Linked DNA regions of Mus musculus: region 1 is linked to region 2. Evidence: chromatin contacts called from public Hi-C data. All regions are on one chromosome and are shown on one strand. Each heading gives the region's core, a stretch centred on a gene start, on an enhancer-like site or on the middle of the called end of the contact. The rest is flanking DNA. Distances are from core to core; before and after follow the strand shown.

Region 1 (4,176 bases), core at 1,011-3,510, 120 kb after region 2:
AGCCGCGAACCTGCACCACCCAAATATAAGCCAGACCTGGTTCAAGCATTCATGGTAAGAAAACAAACGAAATATCTCACAATTAACTTTTACTAGAGCCAACCTACTGAAATAGTATTTCACACATAATCATTTGAGTAAAACAACATTACTAATATTAATTTAACTCACTTCTTTTGCTCTTTTTTACTCCGCCACTGCCCATCCCCAGCCCATTTCAGTCTCTGGGAGATTTTTGACCAAGTCGTTCCCCACCCCTCCCCAGTTAGAATCTCACTCTATTGTACAAGCAGGCCTTAAACTTAGAAACTTCCCACTTCAACCTCCCAGGTAGGAAGGCCTGCACCACCACACCTAGCTAGGAATGTTCAGACTGCATGCAATTCAAAATATGTTGATATTGGATAGATCCACTTCTAAAGAAGCAAATCAGGGAGAGAAAGCTTGGCAGTTAGAACACTGGCTGTTCTTCCAAAGAACCAGGATGGGATTCCCAGCACCCACAAGCCATCTGTAACTCCAGTTCCAGAGCATGTGTGTGTCTCCCTCTTCTGGACTCTCTGTGTTCCACAGTCACATAGTGTATAATAATATCTATGTAAGCAAAACACTCAAACACATGAAAAAAAATTTTTTTAAAAGTAAGCCAATTCATTCTAGCTTTCACTACACAACCACGCTGTTTGTTTGTACATGCATGCCTTTGGTAGTTTGTAAAGCCTATGGGTCCTATGGGTACTGCTCAGAATTTATAAATAAGTAAAATAAAATGTGTAAAAGAACAAAGGAAAGCAATTATACTGAAATACGGCTTTTTAAAGTACTTGTAAAATAAATTTACAATACAGAAATGTGTTTTCTTAATAAAATCCCTGAGGGATCATAAGACTGAACTTGGTGAGTATTGCCATCTCTTGGGGGGGGGGGGTAGACGCAGAAGGCCTCTTGGCATGGTGGTATACGCCTGTAATCCCAGCATTTGAGAAGGAGAAGGATCAGTTCAAGGCCACCCTCTGCTACTGCTACAACCTAAGTCTGAGATTAGCCTGAGCTACGTGTCAGCCTGCTTTATGACTGTTTAAGGTATAAATAATACTACAAGGTATTTAAAAATCTCGGAGTCCTGCTGATGACCTGGCAGAGCGCCCTGATTATCCCATTCTGCCTGTACTCAGAGCTGAGAGGAAACTCAAGTTCACCTGCACCACACCTGCACCATAGTGAAGCTATGGATACCATGTTTTCTTCCCAAATCGATGGCTCCCCTAATTTCTACCCACAGGCCTCCTGCGGCCCCATGATCTCCAGGCCAGGCTTGCTTCTTTACTACCTGGAGATTCTGTCAAGGGGTCTCTATCGCTGGGGCCCAATCCGGTGACTACGATATTGATGATTCGCAGCACTTGCATTTGACCACAGCCAAACCAAGATAAGGAAAGAGCTTGCGCTGGCTGTGTTCCCCCGCCCCTGCCTCAAACTTCTGTGTTCTGCCAAACGAACAGGAAGAACTTTGGGAGCAGTAAATTTGAGAGAAATAAAATTCTGTAGCAATAAGCAATTATTTAAACCCATGTGAGCAACGTGTATGCTAGAATATTTAGTAAGCAAGAAGACCACATAAATATCAACGGCACTGTGTATAATTCTCACTGTTGGTTTCCATCTGCAATCTCTTGTGGAATACTGCGTGCCAGGTGCCGTGCTGAGGAATGCAAATATCACCTCTTTAATCCTACCTTCAGCGTTGCACACCTTCAGTCATTCCCTTTTCATAGACCAAACAACTAAGGCTCAGAGAAAGGTTAAGTACAAGGTCACAAGACTGGGATTCCAGCAGAACCAGGCTGCCTGGGATTTTCTCAAGAAGCAGGTAACACCTAGTAAGAACATAAACCCTCAGACGACTCCTTCCTGCTTCCAAACTGCCCACGGGAGGGATGGAAGGCTTCCCTCACACCCACCCCCTCACCTAGTCACAGCCTAGCCAATTAAAGAGAGCAGTGTTCTTTGTGAGCAAAGATTAACTTTCTATGGCATTTTTTTCCCACCTTATCTAGAGTTATGTTCCCAGAGACTCTCAGGCCAGTGATAAGCCGAGTTTCGACTTTACCACACCAGAGTAAGAGAGATTGCACACATATCTGGGACTTAAGCAGGAGGTTAAAAAAAAACAACACAGAAACCTCAGTCCCTCTGCTTCCTGTCACTATTGACACTGAGTTGCCAGGGGAGAGCAAACCCTGGCTGAGTTACAGATTCAGCAGTAAGGTGTCTGCAGGGGAACCAGCCCTACAGGTGTATCCAGGGAGGCAGGTGAACCAGCCACATTCCTCTCCCAACCAGGAACAGGCGAAGTTTTGTCTCTGCTGTGCAAGACTCACGGGGCCTGATAAGCCTCATTTAGACAAGGACCTCACAACACAGGAGCACTTGAGCTAGCAGTGTCTACGACAAGGAAAGGAAAATAAGACGACTGTCAAGTGCCAGCTATGGAAACAGAGAGGAGAAAAATGTCACAATAGCATCCATCTCGAGAGACAACCCTGGTTAGGGTGATGGCCAATGCACATTTGTGACTTTGCAGACATGCTGCTCTTTTTAAAAGTGGACGACTTTAAAAGTTTCGCCTTGGCTGTGGGACATAGCATCCCTCTCTGAGGTGACATATCCCAATGGTAGGTGTAATATTAAATGAGTTCATTTCCTCCACCACCATTCAACCTCAGCCACCACTCTCCAGCCCAAAGCAAGGGGCAGAAAGTCAGGCCTGTTAGGCCTGGATCATTTTCAGATTAACAACCTTGTGGAAATAACCCTAAAAGAAAATATTTTTCAAGATTTTAGGTAATAACATTTTGGGAGCAAAATGAAATTTGAGTTTGCATTCATGTTTCAGAAAACCTCCGAAGGCCTTTGTTTGCCACAGTTTTCCTCAGAAGCTAGTTGGGAGTGGGGGTTTTGTGGGTGGGGGGTGCGACACACAGGCCCAAGCTCAGTGTGGCCTAGCTTTCTTTTAGAGTGATCTTGACTGATCTCGGGCCACGGGGCAGAGCTACAGATCCTAACAGTCCATCACAAAACAAAGTAGGATGCACATGCTGTAGGTGGTACACACCAGACCGGTTGCTTCCAATCACATAGGAAGTGATGCTGAAAGAACGATGGTTATCTCCAGGGAGAAGGAGTGGGTTTGTGTGACAGGATGGACGGTGTGCAGGAGGTGTGTTATATGTAAGGACACAGACTCTAGACTAAAGCACTCCTCATTTAAATGCCAACCCTATTACACAGTAACTGAGTGATCATAGCCAAGTCCCTTTAACAGGAGCCGTCTTGGTTTCCTCACCACTGAGTAGACTTCGCAACCCTCAGGGCAGTGCTGAGGGCAGAAAGAACTGAGGACGCCCACGGATTCAGAATAGAAACTGACACAGAGCACATGCTAGGCACAGCCAGTTGCGCCTATTCTTGAAATTCATGTGGTTGTCATTTTCTGTCAGAACCTCCACAACAAATGAAATAATCATTGTCTCCATTGAGAGACAAAGAATTGAAACTTAAAGGTATGATGAAGTTTGCTCAAAATCAAGCAGTAAAAAGTTATATAAAGGGATCCTTTCCTGTTGTATGAATTCAGACACCAGTGTATCTATCATTCGTCCGTCCATCCATCCATCCATCCCTGGTGTGTTCCCTCTCCCTCCACTTCTCTTCCCCTATATTTTTGAAAGAAAGATGTGAGAGACACAGAAAGACACAGGCATAAAAATAGAAAGGGGGAATATGAATTTTAAAAAAGGAGAAAATGAAATTATCTTAAACAATCTTTTTAACTGATTAAAAAAAATGAAACTAAAACTTAATTACAAATGGAATTCTCTAAGTCAAACTCTACGTGAAGATATCATGAGGGCACTCCTTCCTGCTCTCCTAACCAGACTTCTGGCATGTTCTGCTTCTCAAGTAAAAATGAGTAGGGAAATGCTCAGGTGAAGGTACCAAGTGCCTGCTACCTTGCACAAGTTTTCCACTGTCTGTCTTCTCTGAGACCCAGAAGCAGAGTACAATAACCTGGGTGTCAGGGAGGAAAGGCCCTCTCTTTCCCCATCAAATGCCCCTCAATTTCTCTCCAAAGAAAGTAACTGTTTTTCTTATTTTTCTTGAGATCACCATTTT
Region 2 (4,438 bases), core at 61-2,560:
TAAGTCATTCAGGGACAGAGAAGATCATAGAGGCAACCACAGACAGATGGATGCACTCAGGGTACAAGGAACAGGTGGAGATAAAGCTATCGTAGTGAAGACACTGTGGCCACCTTTAAGCCTCTCAAACCTCGACCAAAAGAGCATTTGCACAGCAACACACCCTAAAAGAAACCAGACACACTGAAGAATAAATCCAACTTGAAAAGTCTTCCTCTACCATTTTTTTTAGAGAACAGTCTACTGTCAAAACAAAGATGTTATGTTTAGCCAGTTCTAGGCAGCTCTGAAACTTTAAATAGAAAACCAAAAACACACTGAGCTTGAACGACAGGAGAACCAACTCTCACACACCATCATTCATTTATGTACTCAAAACCATGTCATGGAGCTAAGGGCTATATTAGGTGCTGGAGAGACGACAGCAAACAGGACATACTCTCTGTCCTCTGAGACTGCACAGCCCAGCGGACCAGTGGGACAAAGAAGTGGGCAATTATAAAAGCTGAGTGGAATGCTAAGAGCAAGCCTATGGTACTCTGGGAACACTAAGCCGAATACCTAATCAGGGTTTAGAAGTTAATAAAACAACTGCCAATCATGTAGTTACACACACAGATAAGGACTTTGCCATTGAAAGTGGGTGGGGAAGGTACCCTAGACAAAAATCCCCCACGCAAAAGCCAAGAAGCTAAGCAAACCCAGAAAGAGGGAACCCAGCACGACTGAGGTCACGGGTGGAGACGGTCAAGGTTAAAGTCAAAACAACCACTGAACTAATAAGCAAGGCTCACCCACTCTTGATCCCCGGGGATCATACAGGTCTACAAGAGGCCATTTTCTTTCTCTTCCACATTTTCAGATCCTTCTAAATTCCCTCAAGATCAAATAAGAAACCCTAACAGGTAATTCACACATACTCTAACTCAATTGTTTCGTGGAACTCGACTTGGGTACAATCAGGAGCAGTTCTCGGAAAACACTAGCACGTCACGTGTCTGTGACAAGCTTCTGAAGGCTTTACAGGGATTTAAAAAAAAAAAAAGTGATCTGTTCTGGGGGATCACACAAGCATCCACAAGGTAGGTGTCACCCCAGTCTTACAAATAATATCCCTGCAGCTCAGCCAAGTCCGTGAACTCAGCAATAGAACTCGGTCTAACCCAACCTACAAGCCACCAGAGCAGTGCTCCCCACTGGTTACGTCCTGCTGTGTGGGCAAGTTGTGTGGACAAGTTAGGAGCATGCTTGTGTATGGACTGTAAGTGATTCATTGTATCCTGTTGCTTCTGCACTATGAACTTGGGAGAAGTCTCTCCAGCTCGCTACATCCATGGTAGGTGGATGCCTCAGACAGACCTGCCAGCGTGATCTGCACTCTAGAGCCTTTACAGCTACAATAAAACCAATACTGGGAAAGCACTCTTTAAATCATGCGGTACTTCTCCAGATACATACGAATTACAATTCTGCCTTGTTAAACATCTCTGAGCAAGGCGCAACCTTAATAATTAGGACAAGTTTTCCTCTCCCTTTGTTCTGCTTTCTACAAGGCAGAAACAGCTTCGACATAAAAATCCCCGGGTCTCTTATCCAGAGAGCTCAAAACAAGAAATACTGTCAAAGCTGGTCTGTAAGATCCTTCAGCAGATAAGAGTCTGCTGTGCAAGGCCAACCATCCAAACCTGATCCTATGAGCAGACTGACTCCCAAGAGCTGTCCTCTGGCACGTGCACTCTCTCTCCCTCCCTCTCTCCCTCCAGGGCATATAAGGACCTGTATTTACACACCCAATAAACAAACAAACAAACAAAACAAATGTTTTTTTTAAAAAATTGTTAGTGTAAGCTTTATCACAAATGCTTAGTAATATAATCAATGTGCTGCATGACTTTCATTTCATAACCTGTAGGCCTAAAGACGACCAAGAGAAAAACTTTGTTCCTAGTACTGGAGAAGAAAAATAATTCTATACTTTCCTGAGAATCTTTGCAAGCTTTGGCTAAACTTAATTCACCTCCCTAGCTTAAAACAAACAACAATATGGCTGTCTTGGAACTCTCTCTAACTTTGAGATCTGCCTGACTCTGCTTCCTAAGGGCACAGATCAAAGGTGTGCACCACCCCCTGGGTTTGCTTTGTTTTAGCAGCTGAGCTTGCTGTCTGCACAGGGAAAAAAGGGTGGGTGGGGGGGTGGTGAAGAAATGCACTGAGTCCTCCTTGCAAAAAAAAAAAAAAAAAAGCTCTTCAGCACAACTCAGCCTAAATTAGTGGCTTTTTAAAGCCAACCCGTTGAAATCCAGTCATGGTCCTTTTTCTTAGATAAAGGCCAAAGTGGACAGTCACATCACACAAGGGTTACTGCCATTCAACAGCTAAACGAGGAAAAATAAGAAAGCCTATTTTCCTGCAGACAGACAGATCCTGATTAGGCAGCATTTTATTGAGCCTGTGAAGTCAGCTACAGGATCTGTAAAGAACTGTTAAGCTTAAGCTAATAAAGTGGGAAAGGGTAGCTTAGAGCCAAAGAATCCTGTCATTTCAACTTGTCAGCTTGAGCTCCGCAGGGAGCCTTGGGCCTTTCAGTTCAATAGCGGTAAGAGACTGATGCAATAAAGCAGGTTCAAATCAACATGCTTCACACATGCAGTACTTATAAAAGCAAGCATTCTTCATAGTCCTCGCTGTCCCGGCCTCTGTCACCCACTCTTCCTGAGAGGAACAAGCAGGCTTCCCCTCGAAGCTGAAGAGGTCATGCTGGCCCAGCAAAGGCTTTTTGGTAACATAAAGTAGACAAGTGACCTGCAGACAGGAAAATCCAGATACTCAAATCCCTACATAAAATGTCTCAGTATTTGCATATCACCTACATGCACTCCCACATACTTTAAACTAACTGTATTACCAACACTCAGCTCAATACAAACGCTAAGGAAGTAATTGTTGTATCAGATTCTTTGGCGACATTGACAGGATACGAAAAGCCTGTAGCATATGTTCAACACAGACAGTTTTGTTTTGTTGTTTTCAAATATTTCTGTTTGCAGCTGGTCGAACCACAGGTATGCCACCCACAAGTACAGAAACCAATGGTTTATACCTCTACAAGACACGCCGGTCAAAACTAATGATCATCTACTGAAGCTGTGTGTGTCAAGACGGAATACAGCTTAGCAAGGGATGGTAGATACAAGTGGATTCACCAGGAGACGAAGGAAGGTTTGAAGGAAGGGGAAACAACATCAGTTCTGGCTATTGAATGTCTTCCAGCCTGCTTGAGTTCCCCGAGAGACTCCGCTCTTCCTTTCTCTTGTGTTCCAAGCGTCTGATTCTTAGTGTTCAATCACTTTCCTTTTAGACTTGCACATGTCAGAAAAAAATGTTCCTTTTCTCCTTCAAGTATCCTTTGGCCTGATACTTCTACCTCAAGGTAGAATTCTAGCTTAATTTCTCCAAGAAAACTGGTAAAAAAAAAAAAACCCTAATAGATATCCAAATAACTAAAAAAGTTAACAAAGTGCTTAACAACAAACATTTAGGGGAATCTTTAAATGACAAGCTAAACAGGACTGGATTAACAAACCATTATCTATAGATTCTGAAAAAGTTTATAACTATTCAACATTACTATTGAAACTGTTGTAGACTGAGCTGTGAACAGAACAAAATATCTACCTTTAAGAGGTCTACATGCCAGTACTACGGTGATAATACAGCTATGAAAGAACATGTTTCTGCATGGGGATTAACACTGGGAAATATGTAAGGGGGTATTAGTTAGATGGTCCACAAGAATGTCTATATTTCCTACTAGTATATATGAATTTTAGACAGAAGAGGGAAGGAAGAAAACAAAAACAAAAACAGGGTATCAAGAAATGGGAAAGAGGAAGAAACAAGAGAAGAGTGAAGATATAAACCAATCTCATTTTCCACTCTGTGCTTGCGATTAAAGTTACAAGAAACTAGACATTTCTCTCTCTCAGGCTTTGGATCTAACCAGTGTCCTCGAGCACGCTGGCCAAGCAGGCTAGCCTCTTCCTAGTTCTCCTCCCCACACCTACTTTTATGTGTACAGTATTGCGACTCAAACCTAGGACCTCCTTTGGGCTACAATCTCAGCATCCTATTTAAGTTTCTCTAAACTCGGAAGTCTTCTGAGCAACATGCACACAATTTGTAATGTTCTGACCAAGACTCCTCTATCTGAAGCATCATGAACCACACTCCTACCGCAACTGCTCAGTGAGGATGCTGGGGTCGGAAAGCAGCCTTGGACTGTATAGCATGCACGGGAATGTTTGTGTTCCAATCAAACTTTACCAATGGGAACAAGCTACATTCCACACTGAAGCTAAGGGACACACAGATCAAGGGCCCCTCTGACAGTACCAAGGCCTCCACCCCATCCTCTGGGCTTTTTTTAAGTCTTCCAGGT

The links. Hi-C and Micro-C count contacts between places; a contact is called where the count stands out from the background.
Region 1: a Hi-C map of epidermal suprabasal cells shows a contact between it and region 2, with 2.6 times the contacts expected there. The contact joins two enhancer-like sites. A contact is called at or near these places in 1 of 39 promoter capture datasets (the 3T3-L1 cell line), 5 of 484 Hi-C or Micro-C datasets (the C10 cell line, the C2C12 cell line, the HL-1 cell line and 2 more) and 2 of 115 datasets of contacts at active chromatin or transcription factors (embryonic stem cells and pancreatic cancer cells).

Annotation. Positions count from the first base shown.
Region 1 is chr6:94,201,776-94,205,951 of GRCm38.p6, forward strand. The region is part of intron 1 of Magi1 (membrane associated guanylate kinase, WW and PDZ domain containing 1); the gene reads right to left. The region is part of intron 1 of 4930511A08Rik (RIKEN cDNA 4930511A08 gene); the gene reads right to left. Gm52867 (a long non-coding RNA gene) reads right to left here. Exons shown (of 2, transcript XR_003956333.1): 1 at 1-4,176. Among named protein-coding and RNA genes, the nearest start is that of Gm52867, 24 kb to the right of the region's middle. Within about 2 kb of position 2,261, at least 69 of the 459 cell types and tissues checked have an H3K27ac peak or open chromatin away from gene starts, as enhancers often do. A contact at or near this core is called in epidermal suprabasal cells, where this site is marked.
Region 2 is chr6:94,082,366-94,086,803 of GRCm38.p6, forward strand. The region is part of intron 1 of Magi1 (membrane associated guanylate kinase, WW and PDZ domain containing 1); the gene reads right to left. Among named protein-coding and RNA genes, the nearest start is that of Gm52867, 140 kb to the right of the region's middle. Within about 2 kb of position 1,311, at least 23 of the 459 cell types and tissues checked have an H3K27ac peak or open chromatin away from gene starts, as enhancers often do. A contact at or near this core is called in epidermal suprabasal cells, where this site is marked.